Regions from separate parts of the Capra hircus genome. Here region 1 is linked to region 2. A link is a contact called in public Hi-C data. All regions are on one chromosome and are shown on one strand. The core of a region is the stretch at or near the end of the contact, and the rest is flanking DNA. Distances in the headings are between cores, read along the strand shown.

Evidence for each region. A called contact is a pair of places that touch in the nucleus more often than the background predicts.
Region 1: a contact with region 2 is called in a Hi-C map of liver, with 2.7 times the contacts expected there. The contact joins the promoter of TNFSF10 here to the enhancer-like site in region 2. A contact is called at or near these places in 2 of 5 Hi-C or Micro-C datasets (blood and liver).

The regions. Positions count from the first base shown.
Region 1 is chr1:94,544,069-94,547,816 of ARS1.2, reverse strand. TNFSF10 (tumor necrosis factor ligand superfamily member 10) reads right to left here and starts at 2,057. Exons shown (of 5, transcript XM_005675308.3): 1 at 1,694-2,057. The coding sequence starts at 1,822.
Region 2 is chr1:94,452,141-94,455,622 of ARS1.2, reverse strand. No RefSeq gene overlaps it. Among named protein-coding and RNA genes, the nearest start is that of NCEH1, 89 kb to the right of the region's middle. Within about 2 kb of position 1,277, at least 2 of the 5 cell types and tissues checked have an H3K27ac peak or open chromatin away from gene starts, as enhancers often do.

The DNA.
Region 1 (3,748 bases), core at 808-3,307, 91 kb before region 2:
ATGTGGTACATATATACAGTGGAATATCACTCAACCACGAAAAATGACAAAATAATGCCATTTGTAGCAATAAACCTAGAGATTGTTATGTTGAGTGAAGTTAAACCAGGTAGAGAAAAACAAATATCACATGATATCACTTATATATGGGATGTGAAGAAATGGTAGAAATAAACCTATTTTAAAAATAGAAGTTGAGTCACAGATACAGAAAACAAACTTATGGTTACCTAGGGGAGGGATAAACTGGGACATTGGGACTGACATACACAATTGGAAAGACTGAAACTGAAGCTCCAATACTTTGGTCATCTGATGTGAACAGCCAACTCATTGGAAAAGACCCTGATGCTGGGAAAGATTGAAGGCAGAAAGAGAAGAGGGCAACAGAGGATGAGATGGCTGGATGGCATCACCAATGCAATGAACATGAGTTTGGGCAAACTCCAGGAGATGGTAAGGGACAGGGAGGCCTGGCATGCTGCAGTCCATGGGGCAAAGAGTCGGACATGACTGAGCGACTGAACAACAACAAAAATGTGTAAAAATATATAGTATATATAAAATAGATGAAAAATAAGAACCTATTGTATAGCACAGGGAACTTTATTCAATACTCTGTAGTCACTTATAGGGGAAAAGAATCTGAAAAAAGAGTGGCTATGTATAACAGACTCACTTTGCTATACAGCAGAAACTGACATTGTAAATCAACTACATGCCAATAAAAAATACATTAAATATATATGTGTATGTGAGTGCTGTGTTTAGTCACTCAGTCATGTTTGACTGTCTGTGACCCCATGGACTGTAACTTGCCAGGCTTCTCTGCCCATGGAGATTCTCCAGGCAAGAATACTGGAGTAGGTTGCCATGTCCTCCTCCAGGGGATCTTCCCAACCCAGGGATTGAACCCAGGTCTCCCACATTGCAGGCAGATGGTTTACCATCTGAGCCACCAGGGAAGCCCATGAATATTGGAGATGATAGCCTATCCCTTCTCCAGAGGATCTTCCTGACCCAGGAATCGAACCAGGGTCTTCTGCATTGCAGGTGGATTCTTTACCAGCTGAGGTACCAGGGACTATATAGAAAGCCAAAAGCTGAAGTTGGCTTATTTTCAGTAATTTTGCTTTCAAAATCCACTGGAACTAGCAAAATTTGGAACACACCACAGCATTATTACAGGTGACTTAGAGCTCGTCTTTGGGTTAAGCCTTGACTGTACCCTATGTCCCAGTAGAACCACATTTGTGAAGGTTGGTTACTCACTCAACAAGTGTGGGAGCTCTGTGCTAGTTTTTAGAGGTGTCACAGAAAGCAAAAGCAGACACAGTCCTCCTCTGAGGCAGCTCCTCTCTTGCCCGAGAATTCGAGTCAAGAACTCTAAAACGTTAAGCAGAAAGAACTCAAGGAATGGCAGCAGTTAATATTATAACATACTGTTAAATACAAAACTACCTCAGCAGTTTCATTTCCCGCATCTGCTAGAATCTGGTCGAGCCAATTCTGTAACTATACTTTGTGCACATAATCCTTTCAATTCACTTTTGCAAAGTTCTCAGTAATGATAGGCATTAGCAGTTAGGGTCCCCGGGCAGGACAGAGAAAGAGAGGCTTCTCTTCCTCTGTAAAGTCTTCACAGAGGAGCCAACAGAGGCAGTCTGTCAGGGAGCGTTTGCATTGTACTGACCTGCTTCAGCTCCTTGCTGAGATACATGTAGAACACGCCCATACCAAAAACCTGCAGCAGCACTGTGAAGATGAGGATCAGCACGCAGAACTGTCCAAGTCTGGAGCCCGGAGTATGCATCAGGGTCATGATCGCTGTAGGATGGGACTCCTGCAGAGTGAGTCAAGCTGCAGATTAGGACTGCGGTGGGGTGGAGCAGATTTGTAAGTTTTACTTAGTGAAAAGCAGCAAGTCAAACCGAAACTGAAACTTGTAAAGAGGAGAAAAAACAGTTGCAAGTCTACTAATCTTAAACGACTAGAAGCTAGGGGGAAGCAAGGCAGGTCCACTACAGTCAAGCAGCAGATTAGGACTGCGGGGGTGGAGCAAATTTTTAAGTTTTACTTAGTGAAAAGCGGCAAGTCAAACTGAAACTGAAACTTGTAAAGAGGAGAAAAAACAGATCCTAAAGGACTAGAAGCTAGGGGGAAGCAAGGCAGGTCCACTACAGTTTTCAGGGGCACAGGGCTCTCTGTCTCTGGTTTTGGATTTCTAACCCCTAGAACTGCAAGACAACACAATTCTGTTTGTGCTACTTCATTGTGGCAGCCTTAGGAAGTGAATATAGCTTCCACTGGATTAGAAAAGTGAAAAAAGTTGTAAGCGTTACAATCATAATAACTTCAATCCATTAATTAAAACAAAATCTGGGGCTTGTTTTGAAAAGGTCCTTGTCAACACGGGCACCAGCAAGTCCATGTTTCTGTGAACTATTCCATTCATTCACTGTTTAGGCTAGAGTCTATCCAGGTCGCCAGGTTTTATAAGTATGTGTCTTTCCATCATTTTCTAATTGTATAAACATTCTTCATGTTCTTACTTTACATTTTATTTATTTTGATTAGGTAGTTATTGGGCCACACCCCACCAGCCTGAAAGCTTGTGGTTGCCCAGCCTCCAGACCAAACAAAGAGGCTGGATACAGTGATGGGGACATCAATAGTTTGGTGGACAGGAGATCTTACATGTTTGAAGCAAAATGTCCTGGAGTGACATCTCACCATGGCAGGCAGGACATGGCAGCAGTCTTTGCTCCTCGGGGGAGAGGGAGGCTACCATGTATGGGTGGGAGGGACAGGGCGGAAATTGATTTTAGGTGGGCTCATCAGTTACCAAGGAAACCAGGAGATGGGGTGGGGGCAAGCTTGCAGGCAGTTACTGATGAAGCCCTGTAATTAGGAGGATTGGATAGTCATGTGATTGAAGCAGGGCCTGGTCAAGTAGGGGACGAACAGAGAGCAAGAGAACAGCCATCCTGAATGGTTTGACAGTACGCTCCACCCCTGCACCCTTGCACGACCCTTACAATCTTGGTCCATCCCTCTTCTGTGATATCCCTGGGCTCACGTATGTACAGGGGCACTGCAACCAGACACCACAAACACAATACAGACAACAGCAGCTAAAGAGTGTCAAGAGCCTAAGAGGTGGGCAAACATTCGAGCCAGCTGGTTACAGGCTCAAGTTTCCATGAAAGTCCAGAGGAGGACGACAATGGCATCCTGCTATAGACCCAGCAAGCAGGCTCATTTCCCAGCGAGGCCACCACTGTGCCCAGTCTGCAAACAGATTGCCTCCACCCAGACTAAGTATGCTTACCAGGCACAAGACAGGGAAAATTATGACCATTAACCAACATACAAGCACTATCCTGAGATAGTGCCGCCCCTGCCTGAGGTTTCTGTCCTGGGGGGCAGCACCATCCCATCTATTCACCTGCAGTCCCCAGAGCCTATACTGAGTCCTAGAGAGACCCTCAGGGTTAACATGATGGTGCCTTCCTCTAGCTGGGGCCTGGATTAATTACCTTATTGGTCTTTGGTGGAGCAGTTAACAGACAGGTGAGATCTATAAATCCCTTTCTATCCTATTCCCCACGAGTTGGCAAACCCAAACCACCAGGGACTCACATGCCAGTCCCAGGACTGGCTTATAATGTGTTCTCCTGGGGTTAGATCCTATGGCCCGGACAAAAGCAAGCTTTTTCCTAATGGGTAGTCCTAATGGCAGTGTGCC
Region 2 (3,482 bases), core at 28-2,527:
ACCATTCCATGATGCAAAACATGGTGTAAGGGGAAGAGATGAACCAGTCTTCCCCAAACCAGGCTATAGTTTTCCACTGCCAAGTTTAATGCTGAAAACTTACAGAATGGATGGAGCTCTAGAACCTGTTGCTATATGTCAGAACCCCTCAGATTTAGCTTTTGAATCCAGAACCATAAGCCATCAAGATCTGTGGAACTGAACAGATAAAAATCAACAAAGGCTACCAGAAGAGAAACAGCAAGTTTATTTCCCAAGTAACCAAAGGCCTCTTTAGGTCATCTGAGGCAAGAGAAAGTAAAAGTGAAACGCTAAACAATTCTAGGAAATCAGCTCAAAAACTGGAAAAATAAGTACACATTCAAACAGATCCCTACAGTCACTCCTCCACCCAAACACCCAGACACACGCACGGAAAAGCCACCTCATGAAAGCACCTTATTTTATTTAAACTCAAAAGAAGTGTGAGTGAATTCATGAGATAGTGCTACAGGCATTTATTTACTTCTGGGATATGGATCTATAGTACACTGATCCTTCTCAGACTAAACTGAGAATATTTAAGGCAAATTAACCTGGGTACACTTAGGTTCATCTCTTTCCTTATTTGTTTACTCTGGTAAAAATACATTTGTAAAGTCTTGCAGTGTGGTAAATACACACCTAATTTTTTTCCTTCTTTTCTTTTCCTGATTCTATCTTCAGAAACCAAAGAAAATTAGAGAGACTAGAGATCAGAAAAGGAGAGCAGAAAAAGGAAGAAGAGAGAAAAGAGAAAATACGGGAAAAGGATTTAGGTCTGAGCATAAGAGATATATCTCTTTAATGTGTTTACTATAGGATGAAAACATTATAAAGAATCAGTAGGGCCATTTTCTAAAGAAAACATTCCTCATCTTTACAAATTAAATATATAAGCATGGATATTTATTTTCTCCAATGCATTTTTTCTTTGAAATAATGATAATTCTTTGGAAAGACCCTGGGGGTTTAAGAACATCAGCTTCTATGCAGAGTCAATTCCTTATTATTATGACTTTTTTTTTCTTTCATGAAGCAGGATACAGTAAATCTCTTTTAAGTCTTTTCCTCTTTTCTTTCTTTTTTAAAACAATTTTATTTCTTTATGGACTGTGCTGAGTCTTTGACGGTGCTTGGGCTTTCCCCTAGTTGCAGTGAGCAGGGGCTACGCTCTAGCTGTGGTGTGCAGGCGTCTCATCGTGGTGGCTTCTCTTGTTGCGGAGCACGGGCTCTAGGCATGTGGGCTGCAGTAGCTGCAGCACCCAGGCTCAGTAGTTGTGACACACAGGCTTAGATGCTCTGCAACATGTGGGAGCGTCCCTGACCCGGGAACAAACCCATGTCCCCTGCATTGGCAGGCAGATTCTTAACCACTAGACCACCATGGAAGCCCCAGGATGAGCTAAATCTTGACAGGCAAAGCATTTAGTTAAAAGGATTTGGTTTTGTTTGTTTCTTTTGTTTTGCACTTGCTAGGGTAGAATGAGGGAAGAATTAGTCAATCAATTCCTTTCCTAGGTCCAGCTGCCTCTCTCTCATTCACCTTTGGTAAGGCTTCTCAGTCTCACTCATGAACTTCTTGCCACACAATAGTATGAAAGGAAAGTAAGCTTCAGTCCAAAATATCCCAGTGGATTTTTCTTTAGCACTGGAATCTCTACCGAATAACTTTTCTTAAATCTTTTGCCTTTCCTAGGTAAAGATGCCTGGTAGAAAGATGGGCAGGGGTCCAGAGGCCAGAGATAGGTTGTTTGGTTCCCTTTTCTGCCCAGCAAATCTAGGTACCATGGGAACACAGTTCTGAGCTATAAAATGTGCATATGCTGATGTGCACCGAAGCAGAGTTTCAGTCCCGAGAAAACTTTCTCCCCACGTCCCTGAGGACGTGATTGTCATGCTGATTTTGTTATAAACACAGCAGAGACCAAGAAATAATTCATTGTTTCTCCTCAAAATTCTGAAAATTCTAGAATTCAACCCAGACAAATCCACACTAAGTCACCTAAGGCAATCAACTTATGAGTCTGTGTGTTGGAAGTTTCCCCTCAAGTGTCAGTCTAACAGGCAGGTGTTCCTGTCTGTTCAAACTCAGCCAAATTCCCTGAGTGACCTTTAAGAAATCTCAGTTTTGATTTCTCCTCCCTTCTTCCCTCCCTTTGTCCTGCCTTCCCTCCCTCCCAAAGACAGTGCTGCTAAGTCACTTCAGTTGTGTCCGATTCTGTGTGACCCCACGGACAGCAGCCCACCAGGCTCCCCTGTCCCTGGGATTCTCCAGGCAAGAACACTGGAGTGGGTTGCCATTTCCTTCTCCAATGCGTGAAAGTGAGAAGTGAAAGTGAAGTCGCTCAGTCGTGTCCGACTCTAGCGACCCCATGGACTGCAGCCTACCAGGCTCCCTCATCCATGTGATTTTCCAGGCAAGAGTACTGGAGTGGGGTGCCATTGCCTTCTCCACCAAAGACAATGCAGACAGGAAAATAAGAGCAGTAATTATACTTTGAGTTCTCCAGAGGTAAATAAATATTATTACTTTAGCAATTAATTATCAAGATATAGATAGATATTGCATAGGTTATATATTCATGTATATAGTAAATGAATATATATATGTATATATATATATAGTTTACATGTATGTATCCTGAAAGCTGTAGAAATAGGTTGTCTATTTTATGGTTCGTTTAGATGAGAACAGTATTTTCCCTTTACACTTTATTCCTCAGGTAAAGAGAACATGTGGGCCATAAATTCAGCTAAGCTGGTACAGTTATCTAGAAACTGCTCCCTTGGTGGCTAACACACTACTTGCCTGATTAACCACTTCCTGGTGACTCAGATGGTAATCCACCTGCAGAGCAGGAGACCCTGGTTTGATCCCTGGGTTGGGAAGATCTCCTGGAAAGAGAAATGGCTACCCACACTCCAGTGTTCTTGCCTGGAGGAGTCCATGGACAGAGGAGCTTGGTGGGCTACTGACGGAAAGTTAATCTGGACTTTGCCAAGGACAGGGTGGAGTTCTTAGATAAGTTTTGAACTGAGTCCAAGATTTTATGAGACTGCACATTTCTTTTCAGCTTAAAAAAAAAAGTCTTTCCCTGGATGGAGAGAAAATCCTTATAAACATGACAGAGAAGGGAAAAGGAATAATAACTTTTAAAAACTAGTTTTAGAAGTAGGTGAGCTCAGAATGTGTATTTAGAATTTTCTGGTAGTTTGCTTTTACTTCAAGTTGCTGCTTCCTCTCACAGGCTGAAGTGTAAAACTGTTGGTTTGTGATTTTGCCCCGCCCTGCAATTTGGGGGCACCAAATTTGACCCTGATGCTTTTTTTGTGTCACTACGAGATATAGTCAGAGGGGGAGGAAGTGTGCACTGATCAGGCTTATTAGAATAAATCTTACAGATCTGTAGAGCCTAGAGTTCTATGAGAAATAAGGGATAAACAGGGTTTATAAATCCTGG